Regions from separate parts of the Mus musculus genome. Here all the other regions are linked to region 1. A link is a contact called in public Hi-C and HiChIP or PLAC-seq data. All regions are on one chromosome and are shown on one strand. Each heading gives the region's core, a stretch centred on a gene start, on an enhancer-like site or on the middle of the called end of the contact. The rest is flanking DNA. Distances are from core to core; before and after follow the strand shown.

Region 1 (4,179 bases), core at 584-3,083:
GGAAATGGATGGGATTGGAGAAAATTATTTTAAGTAAGGTAATCCAGGCCCAAATGCACAAATGCCTTATGATCTCATATGAGGACCATAGTGTTAACTGTTTGGTACCGTTTGAGGCATGTGGACTGTGCATGTGAATTACGGTGATGTGAGGTAAGGATTGCCTTAAGGCAAGGCATATAGTAGAACATAAAAAGAAGGGGGCAGCATGGGTAGAAAGGTTTAGGCGGGGAAGGAGGCCTTGAGATTGGAGAGATGAGGATGGGGGATGGGCAGAGGATTAACTTCATCAAGTACTAAGAAGCCATTTGAAGAACAAGGTACACAGCAGCAGCTTGAACGTTGATAGAATGACCAAGTGCCGTCTGCATGGATTCTAGCCCCTCTCCAAGGATAGGACCAGTGCCTGGTGGCCTAGCCAACCACCCAAGTCTGGGGAGGAGTATTCTCATGATTACCTAAACTGAATTATTAGTAACTTTAGCCTTCCGAGTACCAGAGCCGAGATCAATAGACAGAGGTGTCACTGCTCAGCCTGAATCAGAAACCCCTCCTGACAGCAGTGAATAAAGATTCATGGCTGCCCAGGATGGGGAACGTGAGTGACAGGAGTGGGCCCAGCCCTAAGTAAGTCGTATACCACCCCCTCTAAGGCTCTGGGAATGTTGTGCAAGAGAGGGCCGGAAGGTACTGTGCCCCAGACTCGTAAAACTGTTGTAACATTAGCTCACATCAGCTGCTGTTACCTGCACTGGGCCCACACAAGGTCAACGTCATGAGCTTCATTCAGCCTTCTTACCTCTAAACCCTCCCTGTTGGTAGATCCCTAAGAGTGTGGTGGACTCTCTGAGTCCTCCAGTCATTCACTAACAGATAGCTTCAAACCCACGATCACACGGATGGCCCTGGCTAATCTTAATGGATCGCACAACAAAATGAACAGATAGGAACACTGGAGGGATATTTGTGGGGAAGGGAGGGTGGGTGGAAGATGAGAGTGATCAGTCTGCAAAGGGTGGGTGTGCGAACCTATAAAAATAAACTTTGGATTTGTTTAGAGTCATAGGACTTTCCCCATGGTTGGCAGAAAGAAAGGCAACGTGTCTCACGGGTGGAAGTAGGGCTCCACCATAAGCAGGAAAAAAAAAAAAAAAAAAAGCCCAGTTGGTCTTAAAAAGCAACCCTTCTGCTTCAAGAATGCACCAAATGGATTAATGGTGATGCCAGTTACATGGTGACCTGTGTTCAGAACAGGACTTTATTGGCTAGTTGGGAGATAAGTCGTCAGTTTTACACACACACAGTCATAAAGCCATTATCAACTCACCCGGTGGAGCTTCCTTGTCTTTATCTGAGAACTTGAAACTGGGGAAGAGCAGCGCCAGCTCTCTGTTGGCGTCCTCTCTGTCCCGGCTTCCATGCACAGCATTAAAAGGCATTTCTGTGCCGTACTGAGCCCGGAGACTGGTTGGTACAATGTAAAAGAAACAATTGTTTCACTTGAAGAGAAATGCATTGCTCTCTGGCAGCAGGACCACCAGCTACCAGACTGCTTTGCTCTTTGTAGAGAACTGGAGAGTATCAGCCGTGCCAGCACCTGCTGCCCAGGGGTGTTAAACAGAGTCTGGCAACGTTTCTGCCCAGAGAGAGACTACAACTCCCACTGTTGTTGGGTCACAGCTGAGCTCTAGCACCTTGCCTCTCGTGCAGCAATATGACTGATCTTGATAAGAACCCTAATCCTGGTCGAGCTAGGTTAGGACCTATGTGCTGAGCGCCGCTCTAAATGCCTCTGTGCTGCCTGCGGGTGGATAGTCCCACTTCACAGCCTAGGGAACTGAACTGAACTGAACGGAAACGGAGGAGGGACTTGACCCATTAGCTGGTAACCTAAGGTCTGAGCCATCTGCCGCTTTGCTTAGCCCAGTTGCTTCAGTTAGACGCTCTTGTCCCTTAGGACTGCAAAGTACTTTAAGGTTTGTTTGTTTGTTTGTTTTCTGTTTGTTTTTTCTGTTTGTTTTGTTTTTGTTTTTTGCTAAGTTCTTTCCTGTTGTCTGACCATGGCTCTCTGTCAGCTTCAAAAGCCAAGGCCCGTGGATTTGGTACAGTGGACTCCAAGCTAGCTGCTCACTGGGTCATAGAGCAGGCTGAGCAGGTCTAGGTAGGTGTGCTGAACAGGAAGCTGACTCCAGATAGCACTGGCTGTGGTAGCTGAAGTCCACAGGGCAGGCGGTACTGCTGCCTTTGACTTGGAAGGTCCCTGAGATCTGTGACTGAGCCTAACTCAGCAGCAGCCTTTAGAAATCTGGGAGGGGTGGGGTGGGGTAGGATCCCATGTCGGGGAGTCTCAGAAACTCAGACAGTAAGAAGATGTCAAAAACTTCCCAGATATATAGAAAGGCGCCCCCTGGCTACCAGAGCTGACAGCATCACCCACGATTCTGAACCAAACACCAAATGAAGCTTGAGGTGGCTGAAAGGACTACAGCTGATGTCACCTTTCGGGATGTTCCCTCCTGGCCACATTGGGGTCACAAGGTCCCAGGAAGGTTCGCCAAGCGGTGACTACATCCTCGGTGCCCTCGGTCTTGGTGAGAATCAGGAGGTGGCTGGGTCCGCTGCACATGTGATGTACTAGCCTCTCAAATGCCTCCTAGGCACAGGGAAGGAAACAGTGACCTGGGGCAGGAACTACTGAGACCTGAAGCAGGCCAGCGCAACCAGACTACCCATGTGCTGGAAGGGAGGGTTAGTAAGCAGCCTTGTGAGCTTGTAGACACTCAGCCGTGACCTGGCCACCTCAGCCTGCTGTTGATGATGACCAGTCACACTCCAGGACCCCAGGAAGATGAACTGTGGTGGAGCATGAGTTAGGTTGGGTAGTGGCATGCTAAAAGAATGGTGTTTGGATATGTAATACATGGGTATTGGGTCTCCAAGGGTACAGTGTAGACTGCGGCCCTTCTCCTTCAATACCAGTGCTCCTCTGGAAAAGATCCCCTCCTTCATTTCCCTTGTTCCTCATTTCACAACCGTGATGCTTAGCAACTATCACACCTCTGACCTAGGAAGTGGGGCTGTGACCTATAACAGCCCTCAGCCCTACTCCCCAAGCCCGCAAATCATAAGCAGAAGCAAGCAGAGAAAGCAAGATTAAGTGGCAGGCGGCGACGTCTTGAGCGGTTTGCCTAAGGCTTTGGCGTCTGTGGGCCCTAGACTTTCCTTGGTCCCCCTTCTCACCAAGCATCCTTGTTAACCTTTCTCATTCTCTGTCATCGGCTCTGGGAGTTACGGAGCATCCTTCTAATAAACATCTTTATTCCGTTGCTGACTGTTAAAATAGTTTCCTTGCAGCCACGATACTTGAGCAGTACAGGCTCCGATCGTATTCTGAGCTGCAAATCCATTACCCACCCACCTGCCGTTCATGTTCTTGTTCTTCATGTTTATTCCCCCGAGAGGCTATCAACCTATCACCAGAGTGTCGGAGGAGGAGAGAGGATGAGATGGACCAATAGAAGCAGATGAGCTGACCTCTCTGGCTCTGTGTTGATAGAACGCTTGCATTTCTGCCTCTGTCAGGGTTCTCTCTTCTTTTAATAGTATGTCAAATCCTGCTTCCTGGATCTGCAGAATATATGTAATATACATTATACACACACACACACACACACACACACACATATATACACACACATATATACATATATACATGCACACGTACATATACATATAAGTGTGCATTCCTCAGATGTAACTCAAGGCCACACTTGCAGTGATCTTAATGAAAAGAGAAAAGCAATGCAGGTCCTTAGCACCCTCAGCAGCCCCCCACTCAGATCTAACAGTGTTGTAACCCTTGAACAGAATCTGAGTTAGAACTCATCAGAAGCCTTCTTCCCTCAATGCATCCCAGAGCCTGCTGCCCCCATCCCTGTGCATCTACCGCAGGGGACCTGAGAACAGTTACTCAAGGTACGTCATGCGCCTCCCACCTTCATGATGATTTCCTCAGCCTTCCCATGGGCCACTGCATCTGGCTTAATGATGCCCAATGTACAGGTCTTTCCTGATGACGCTGAAATTAACCAGGGGAGCGCTGTCAGATGGCTGGGAAGCCATTGGCAGGGACAGTATTGTTTCAGTGCCAGCTGAAACATTGCTCCATTGCAGCAAGTA
Region 2 (4,179 bases), core at 613-3,112, 52 kb before region 1:
CAGTGTCCCGGTGTTTGAAGAGTGCAGAAGGACAGGTGAACTAGAGACACCACAGTCATCCCAGCATGGTCCTGGGGAAAGTTAACCCCTGTGGTTGATACAGGCTGCTGACATTTCAGAGCTGGTGGAATTTGAGAGAGGCAAGAATTTTTTAAAACTATATTTTGCTTTTGCACCTGTAGATATTAATTTCTAAAACAAAAAATAAGAGGGATTCCAACCATATTACTAAAGAAAGGATATCATTGCTGATTAAACAGCCAGTTCTCACATAAGTTGAACACATAGGTGGGGCAGAGCTGGTGACATGTGTCAGGAGTTCTCAAATGCCTTTTATAAGGTTCTCCAATAGTGTTTCAAAGCAAGTGGAATTTCTGTTAACATAATTAAGAGGTTAGTGTGCTAGAATAAACAGTCTGCTCTGAATTTTGCTTGGTTTTTGCATTTAAACTTCTTTTTCTTCTAAAAACCAGTTGAGGAAATATATCATACAAACATGACTTCCAGCCGATACCACTCTATTGATTTAGTTACCAAATGCTCTTTATCAAGCTTTTACCTTTACCAAAAAGCAAATAATTAATCTCCCTGCTTTCAGACTTTGCCTTGTTTGGTTCGAATGTGCAGTAAGGAGAGGTTACTAGAGGAGAGAGTTGAAGGAGCTGAGACCCTCGCCTATCTGATTGAGCCAGATGTTGAGCTGCAGAGAATCGCTAGCATAACCGACCACCTCATTGCCATGCTGGCTGACTATTTCAAGTATCCCAGCTCAGTGAGCGCCATCACTGACATTAAAAGGGTATGTGCCTCTGGAGTTTTCCATTTCTTATTGCACACAGCTTTGAAACAATTGACAATTCCATCTGAGAGCCCATTTAAATAAAGGAGTCTTTTACCTTTAATAACATGGATAGATTGTGAGGCTTAAAAATCTAGTTTGTTTAGTGTTTATCATTAGGATTTTTTTCACTAAGCACAAAATCAAGAAGAGAATTACATTGTTGGCTTTCCTAACTAAGCTAAATCTCCAGAATAGTGGGGTTTCCTACATTGAGTATTGACTTTATGTCAGTACCTAACTCAGTTCAAAGTTACAGAATCATCTCTGGTGTGTGCGCGCACACACACACACACACACACACACACACACACCTGCCCCTTCTCTTTCTCGGTCAAGGGTGGTATCTTTCTTACTTTTGCCTGGTTGGTCTTTGGGACCACTGAGGACCAAGCCATGTTTACTTTTTCTGAAAATGAAGTTCCTTGGATTTGGGATTCCTTTTGACTTTTTGCTTGCAGCCTGTTTGCCATTTCCATTTCTCTAAGAGAATTTATTAACATAACTTTATTTAAAGAGGTCATGGCAAATAGGGTGATGACTTTTATTTGTGCTCAAGACCAGCGAGTATGGCAATGGTCCCAAGAACAACGGCTGTCTTCACTTTTCATGTGCTCTGACTCCCAAAGCCATTCACCCAGCGGGCAGTAGCCTATTTGCCACTTAATGTTGAAAGTAAATTATACGTATGTTTTTTCTCTGTTTTTAGGGAGGCCTAAAATAACTGTCCGTGGGCCTTGAATTAGTTACATGTACTGCCCTCTACTTTAAAGTTATGGGTCAGAAGCCAGATGTGACGGCACATGTCTGTAATTCTGACACTTGAGAGGCTGAGGCAGGAGGACAGTGAATTTGATGTCAAATTGTGCTACACAAGAAAAGACCCTATCTCAAAAAAAAAAAAAAAAAAAAAAAAAAAAGGTTGGCAAGAATAAAACGAAAGTTCTGTGTCCACTTGCCCTTGGGTAGCATTCCTCCCTAGTAGCAGTATGGGCATGCTGCCCTATCTGTTTCCCTGGGGTGTTTGCTCACACTGATAAAATATCTCACCAATACAAAATACACAGTGAGTCCTGATGGTCTCCTGAGCTTCCCTCCCCAGCAAGGCACGGAGGACCATGAGCATGCCTGAGGAGGCTGATCTAAAAGCTCTGAATGTCAGCACCTGTAGCGGACTTCACTTGTGTGTGGGGGATTATTCCTGATGGTTAGAATCTTGTTTTCATTTCATTTCTTTCATCATAAAACTGGAATAATTTTTAAGGACTTCCAAATGACAAGCATGAGTGAACATTTGATTTGAAAACTTGGAGTATCCAAAGATGGTTTAGCTACAAAAGTGTAGGTATTAGACCTACAGAGTGAAATTCTCAAGTTATTAAGTAGATGGTTGTCATGATATCAGTCCAAATTTGTGTTCTGTGGTGTAAGTTATGGCTAGAATGTGGTGAGGACCTGAGGGCTTTCGTGCCCTGGGACTCAGCCCTTCAGTAGCCATCAGTACCAGCATCTGTGGAGCTCCTCTACCGAGTGTACTCAGAACCACCTCCCGTGCACACTGCATACTTTGTACCTGTGGAGCATTTTGTTATCCCAAATTCATAGTCAGTGGCAGAAAACTTACAGTGCTTAGTGACAGCACTGTCACTGCTTGGGTTGTAGCTGATTCAGCTAGGGCTTTAGGAGGTTTCAGAACAGGGCTTCAAAGTGTTCGGAACAATAGCTGCAAACTAAGGTAAGAGGTCACCTTCCCAAAATAGGCCTTTAGGAAAAGGTGAACACAGTGGTATGACTTTAAGTTTAAAATACTATCAATTCCTCTTGTATAGTTACAATTCATAGTTAAATATCCTGAGAAAATGTTTTTATTTTAATTTTATAGTAATGTGTTAGGAAAACAGGTTTGTACAATTGCTAACATAGCCATTTATGTGTATTTAAAGATAGCAGTAATTGTTTCATGGCAACAATTTATTTCAATAATTTTCTTTAAAAATCCTGGACATATATCTAATAGATAGAGGTAGTGACTCTGGTGAGTTGATTGCTGAGGGTTTTCACAAAATGTCTTTCTAAAAGTTTTTTTAAATGCCAAAATTAGGAAAACATTGGTCTGATAGCATTCAGTGTGTCCAGCTTGCAGTTGGAGACTGTCTAGCTGTGCCTTCTCTCTGTGCTCCTCTTTCAAGAAGCAAATATCAGTGCCACTGACAACTACCGTCTGAAACACTGGACTCTAAGAGTCATATCCATGCAGAGGTGATGATCGTCACTTTCAGACAGAAGTAGACTTCATTTCAGGTCACACTGACATAGACACAGCAAGATCTCAAATGTGAACAGAGAGCAAAAGTAACTAGGAAATTCATTTAGTGACAGAACCAGTGTTAATAGTTTCTGCTTGCCCTGAAACTCAGTAATTTTTATGTTTTATTTTTATTATTTTATTATGTTGTATTTTATTAAAATAGAACTTATAGACTAATTTGGAATCTCTCTTTCCCCCACTTCCTGTAGCTTGATCATGACTTAAAACATGCCCATGAGCTCCGCCAGGCTGCGTTCAAGCTCTATGCCTCTCTTGGAGCAAATGATGAAGACATCCGGAAGAAGGTGAGTCTGGGAGAGGGGCGTCCCCCAGTCCTGACAGCCAGCAGGCAGGGAGTGACGTCAACCTGAAAGTCGTGGTGAAGAGCACTAACAGTGACTGTTTGAATAAAATAAAGCAGAGTGACAAAAGGCATAATTGAAGAATGAATGGGACCTGGATTTGGGGGGCTGTTTGTTTTTAGAACATAGAGTGGCATGGCCATGCTGGAATGATACATAACTGGCCTGCTGATTTTGTCATTAATATGAATCATTATGTTGCACACTTTTGCATGTGTTCTGATAAAAATCATTTCTAGCACTGTGAAGCTTTAGACACCTTGAAAGATCTAACACTAGAATTGTAAATGTTATTTATTGATTTACCTTCTAATGCCATTGAGAAATTCAAATCTCTATTGTATATTGTTCTTTAATAATGTGGCTTAGTTTTATGTTTTGATTTAAATTTTTTATTTTATTTTTTTGCTACTGTGCAAGTTTAATGTGAATAAAATCTTTGTGGAATGATGATTTTATGTTTAGTGAGTGGTCATCTGAACTTTCCAGCTCTTCTGAAATGTCTCACTGGTACCTCACCCCATGTTAGTGTGACACTGAACTCATGTTCTTTATGGAGGTAGTTGTAGGCAAGAAGTGCAGTGTAGTGTTAAATTCTAACCTGGCTCCCCCAACAAACTAAACGGCTAGAATTTACTACTCAAAAACTTACAGTCTGATGGAGTCCACAG
Region 3 (4,179 bases), core at 666-3,165, 34 kb after region 1:
TGCCAGGGCAGGATCCAGACAGCCAAGGTGGAGGGACTTCTGATCTTCAAGGCCCCTCTCCTTACTCCGTTCACTCCCTACAGCCAGTGAAAGACGCCTTCAGTAGCATATAGTATGTTCTCTGCCCTGGGACTCTTGAAAGCCACCTGGGCTTTGATAACGCTAGATAGGAGTCTGGCCTCTCCTTAAACGGGTGGTGGCTAGAAGGCCAATGGCAAACAGCCTTAGGCAGAATCTCAGGTTTGCAAGATACAGAGCTTTGAAGTTCCCTGAGGCCAGGGGTGTGGAGAAGCACTCAAAATAGCAGGCAGTCCCGTATAAGTAAAGCTACAAGTAAAGCTAGGTCCAAGACTTCAAGGCTCATTTGCAAAAGAATGTCCTCAAAAATGATAGAGAGAGAGAGAGAGAGAGAGAGAGAGAGAGAGAAGCTTTGAGATGTAGAACAAAAGGCCACTTCACTCCCAACTAGGGAAGCAATTATCTGAAAGACACACAATTACAAGTGTTGGCAAGAACAAGAATGGAAACAAAGGCTGTGTCTAAAGTCTTGGCCTCCCTACCTGGGAAGGGAGGCAGAAGTTGAGGTCCCCTAGGCTTGTAGCTCTACCTACTCAGCCGTTCAAGGCCAATGAGACTCCTCAAAAGAAACAACAACAACAACCACACCCCAACCAAAGATCAAAATAAAGCAAAATGGTGACAGGCACCCGAAAGGTAACACCCACTGTTGTCCTGTCCTCACAACTGTACGCATGCACAGGTGCATGCTTATGTCCCCGCACACACGTGAGTGGTGCCAGTGTAACATGCTATGGCTGCGTTGGAAACAGATATATGCCCCCGAAAGAGTTCCCCAGTCAACCCGGCAATTCCGCTGGAGGTGTATGTATCCAAGAGGAATCACAGTATTTACATAAAGACTTTTAACACTAGCACTTTATTCACACCGAGAGAAAGGGGGAAAGTAGGTAAGCATCGACTGAGGAAAGGCTAAACAAATGCTTCCTATACACACAGTGGGAGATGAGTCTGGCCGAGGTGTGGCTACGCGGAACCACGTGCATCCAGTCTGCACACACCGTGGAAGAAGCCAGTCACAGAGACCACATGTTGTATGACTCCATTTATATAGAATGTTCTGAATAGGCAAATCCACCGAGGCTGAAATGCAGATTAGAGGGTTCCAGAGCCTGGGAGGGGGGAAGAATGGGGAGAGGTTACCCACAGAGGTTTTTTCTTTTAATTTATTGGGGAAAGGAGTAGTGACCCGAATGTTCTGGAATTAGATAAATAACTATGGTCGCACAACTTTGTTATACCAAAACCCCACTGAAACGTACGCCTTTAAAAGCATATACTCAGCGTTATGTGATCATATCTCAAGTCTTGTAAAAGGGAAAGCCGGGGATAGGGAGTAGGGAATGACTCCAACCCAATGGAAGAGCTAAATGGTGTGCGAACGTCGCCGCCGCCTCCTATCCAGGTCGCTGGCTAATTCTCAAGAACTTTGAGGCCTGAATCTGGCACCTAGCTAAAGCAAGCAGCAGGCCCTCGGAATCTTGGGGTCCTCGGGACGTGGTTGAAGCGACGGGACTCTTCTAAGGACTGGGGAGGCGTCCGCAGGTCCCGAAGTTGGCAGCCCGAAGAGTTAAAGATTGAACCTACAGCTCTTTTAAAGCCGCCCGGGGCCAATTCCCCTTAGGTGTCCTAGGCTTATCGGCGGCTCACAGACTGCAGATCCGTGTGGTGAGTGAGTGGAGGCGAGGGGACCCTTGCCCGGTGCCAGCTGTCCCAATGCCCACAGTGGTGCCGTTTGGGGGTCGTCGCAGCCACTCGGAAGGCTCCCGAGGCGCGGGGTGCGCGGTCGCTTTAAGGCGTCAGCGGGGCGGGGACGGCGGCGGCCGGGCTGGCTGGCGCGGAGCCGTCAGTCGGCGGCGCGGGGCCCGGCGGGCGCGGCGCTCCCTCCTCCCGGTGCGAGCGAGGAGGCGGTGGCCCAGGGCGGGAGCCCAGCCCCGGCGGGAGCGCGCGGCGAGCCGCCCGGCAACCCTGAGGGGAGGAGGCCGCCGGGCGCTTTGTTCCGTTCCGGGGCTGGAGGTGTGGCCGGTTCCGCGTTCGCCGGGCTGCGCTGCGCTGCACCCGGCTGCACCCGGGCAGCGGGCTCCGGCTGTGCGTGGCCTCTGCCCCCTACCACCGGCTCTGGCTTAACGGTGTGCAGCGGAGAAGTCGCTCACCACTCCGACCCAAGTGGGAAGGGCCTAGCCGCCGCTTAGACAGACTCCTTTGATTGTAGTCATCCTGGGGTTCCTCGGCTGCCCGGGTAAGGACTCGGCAGGGAGGTGGGCGGCGGGGTCGGGTAGGGGCTCTCCTGGCTTAAAATGGCGTAAATCAGGTTAAAGATCTACGGAGAGGTGGTACATTCATGTGGATAATACAAAACCGCTTTCTTCATAAACAACTCTTCACTGCGTCCTGGGTTCGGGTTGCTGGGCTGGCTCTCTGGTCACCACTGGGGCCTGCGCTCGTTAAACTGATGCGGCCCGGTGCCCATCATGTGTCAGGCTCCATGCCAAATCCTGTTCTGCTTGGAAAGCAGGGCACAAACTGAATGACAGTCTAGTGTGGTCAGTGGGAGAGCTCAAGTGCCCCTACGCCAGGGTTAGGTCAGAGAGACGACTGTTCAGAAGAGCAGAGTGGGCCCTTGACATTACGGTAGAACCCCCTGCAAAGCTGAGGTGCCTTGGGGACGGAGTGCAGTCTGGAGAATAGGACAAAGACCGTGTCACCTGAACTCTGACCTGAGCGCTGGGGCAGCTCCTGATGGTGGGGAACCTTCTTGGGCTACAATGGTGTTTTTGATTCTCTGGACCAAATTATAGAGACTGACTGATGACGCTCAAAACTGTGGCCTCCAGAGGTCTGGCTGGCCGAGGAGTGAGCGGAGAATGCTTAAAGCAAAGCTTACAAAGCCCTGGTACTTGATGGGAATTTGCCTATCTTCAGACAGGACGCCTCCAGAAAGATGGGAGAAGTGGGACGTTAACCTACCCAGGACTGTGCCTATGCCTGTGCTTTTGACCCCGTGTCTGTTCTGGCCTGTTGTGAGTGAGGCTCTAAGATGCTGACGTTTAAGGCTTGTGCAGCCTGCACTGTACATTCCTAGTGTACCAGTCCGCACGTCCTGCAGTGGTGGGTTGAAGTGTGGGGTGGCAGCTATGTATATTAACAACTGACGCATGTAAGGGCTCAGCTGTGAACAAAGCACTTTCACTGAAGCAGTTCGTAGACTTTCTCCTGCCCCTTTTCCCAGAGAAGAAATCTGAGCTGCTAACATTCCGTAAACCTTCTTATTTCCTGTAAATTGCATGTCCCTGCTGACTGGGGCTGAAAATGTTTCAGGCCGTGGTGTTTCTTCGGGGATGTGTGTGTGTGTGTGTGTGTGTGTGTGTGTGTGTGTGTGTGTGTGTGCTCATAGTACCCTGCAGGCAGTTAGCCTCGCCGACTGCGTTTCATGGCATGGTTTGGCCTTTCTCTGGCCCGGTGGGAGGTGTGGGGGCTCTGTTGCAGTGGGTTTCAAGGTTGGTCTCTTTGTAGTGGGAGGTTAAGCAAGTCCAATGTTCTGGTGGAAACTGCCACCCCCAGATGTGACCTTGACATTTCCTTATGGAGAGGAAAGGCCCTCTGGGGAGGCAGGTGACTGACTACCCTCTAGAGCAGTGGGCCTTGCTCCTGTCTAAAGCAATTTCCATAGCCGTGGCTGGCCTGCAACCTACTGTGTTCTCTGGTCTGCCACTCACAGAGATCTTCTGACCTCTGCCTCCTGAGTGCTGGGATTAAAGATACATACCACTCGCCTTGGCTGCATTTATAAGATTTGGGGGAGGTGAGTGACAAATGGAACTTTTATTACTAGTTTTAGGCCCAGATGTTTCATACTGTTTGTATACAGTGACAAGTCACTTCCCCCCTGAGGTTGGTCCCTGAGCTCCAGGGATCATCATCCAGAACCAGGGAGGATATTAATGAATTGAGTCCTTTAAGTGACAGGTCCTAACATCATGTGTTTACCAGTCTCCTGGATCGACTCAGTTCTCAGGAAATTGTGATCTCTATCCTGTATTGGACACATGTTGTTGTTGTAATCTTGTCTACCACTGAGAGGCCCCAGTCAGTGCACCTCCC

What was found. A called contact is a pair of places that touch in the nucleus more often than the background predicts. HiChIP or PLAC-seq counts read pairs in DNA pulled down with a chosen protein or histone mark.
Region 2: a Hi-C map of liver shows a contact between it and region 1, with 2.1 times the contacts expected there. The contact joins the enhancer-like site here to the promoter of 1600029I14Rik in region 1. A contact is called at or near these places in 8 of 39 promoter capture datasets (the C10 cell line, embryonic stem cells, liver and 4 more), 18 of 484 Hi-C or Micro-C datasets (8-cell embryo, the C10 cell line, the HL-1 cell line and 9 more), 1 of 115 datasets of contacts at active chromatin or transcription factors (embryonic stem cells) and 4 of 9 other capture datasets (adipose tissue, embryonic stem cells, liver and 1 more).
Region 3: an H3K4me3 HiChIP or PLAC-seq map of intestinal villus epithelium shows a contact between it and region 1, with 8 read pairs. The contact joins the promoter of Mras here to the promoter of 1600029I14Rik in region 1. A contact is called at or near these places in 2 of 115 datasets of contacts at active chromatin or transcription factors (embryonic stem cells and intestinal villus epithelium) and 1 of 9 other capture datasets (adipose tissue).

What each region holds. Positions count from the first base shown.
Region 1 is chr9:99,468,075-99,472,253 of GRCm38.p6, reverse strand. It overlaps 1600029I14Rik (RIKEN cDNA 1600029I14 gene), which reads right to left and starts at 1,833. Exons shown (of 2, transcript NR_028123.1): 1 at 1,328-1,833. Nme9 (NME/NM23 family member 9) reads right to left here. Exons shown (of 10, transcript NM_001165957.1): 5 at 3,996-4,078; 6 at 3,535-3,627; 7 at 2,499-2,653; 8 at 1,324-1,464.
Region 2 is chr9:99,519,759-99,523,937 of GRCm38.p6, reverse strand. Armc8 (armadillo repeat containing 8) reads left to right here. Exons shown (of 22, transcript NM_028768.3): 11 at 599-799; 12 at 3,356-3,451. Among named protein-coding and RNA genes, the nearest start is that of Armc8, 47 kb to the left of the region's middle. Within about 2 kb of position 1,862, at least 2 of the 459 cell types and tissues checked have an H3K27ac peak or open chromatin away from gene starts, as enhancers often do. A contact at or near this core is called in liver, where this site is marked.
Region 3 is chr9:99,434,448-99,438,626 of GRCm38.p6, reverse strand. Mras (muscle and microspikes RAS) reads left to right here and starts at 1,915. Exons shown (of 6, transcript NM_008624.3): 1 at 1,915-2,317.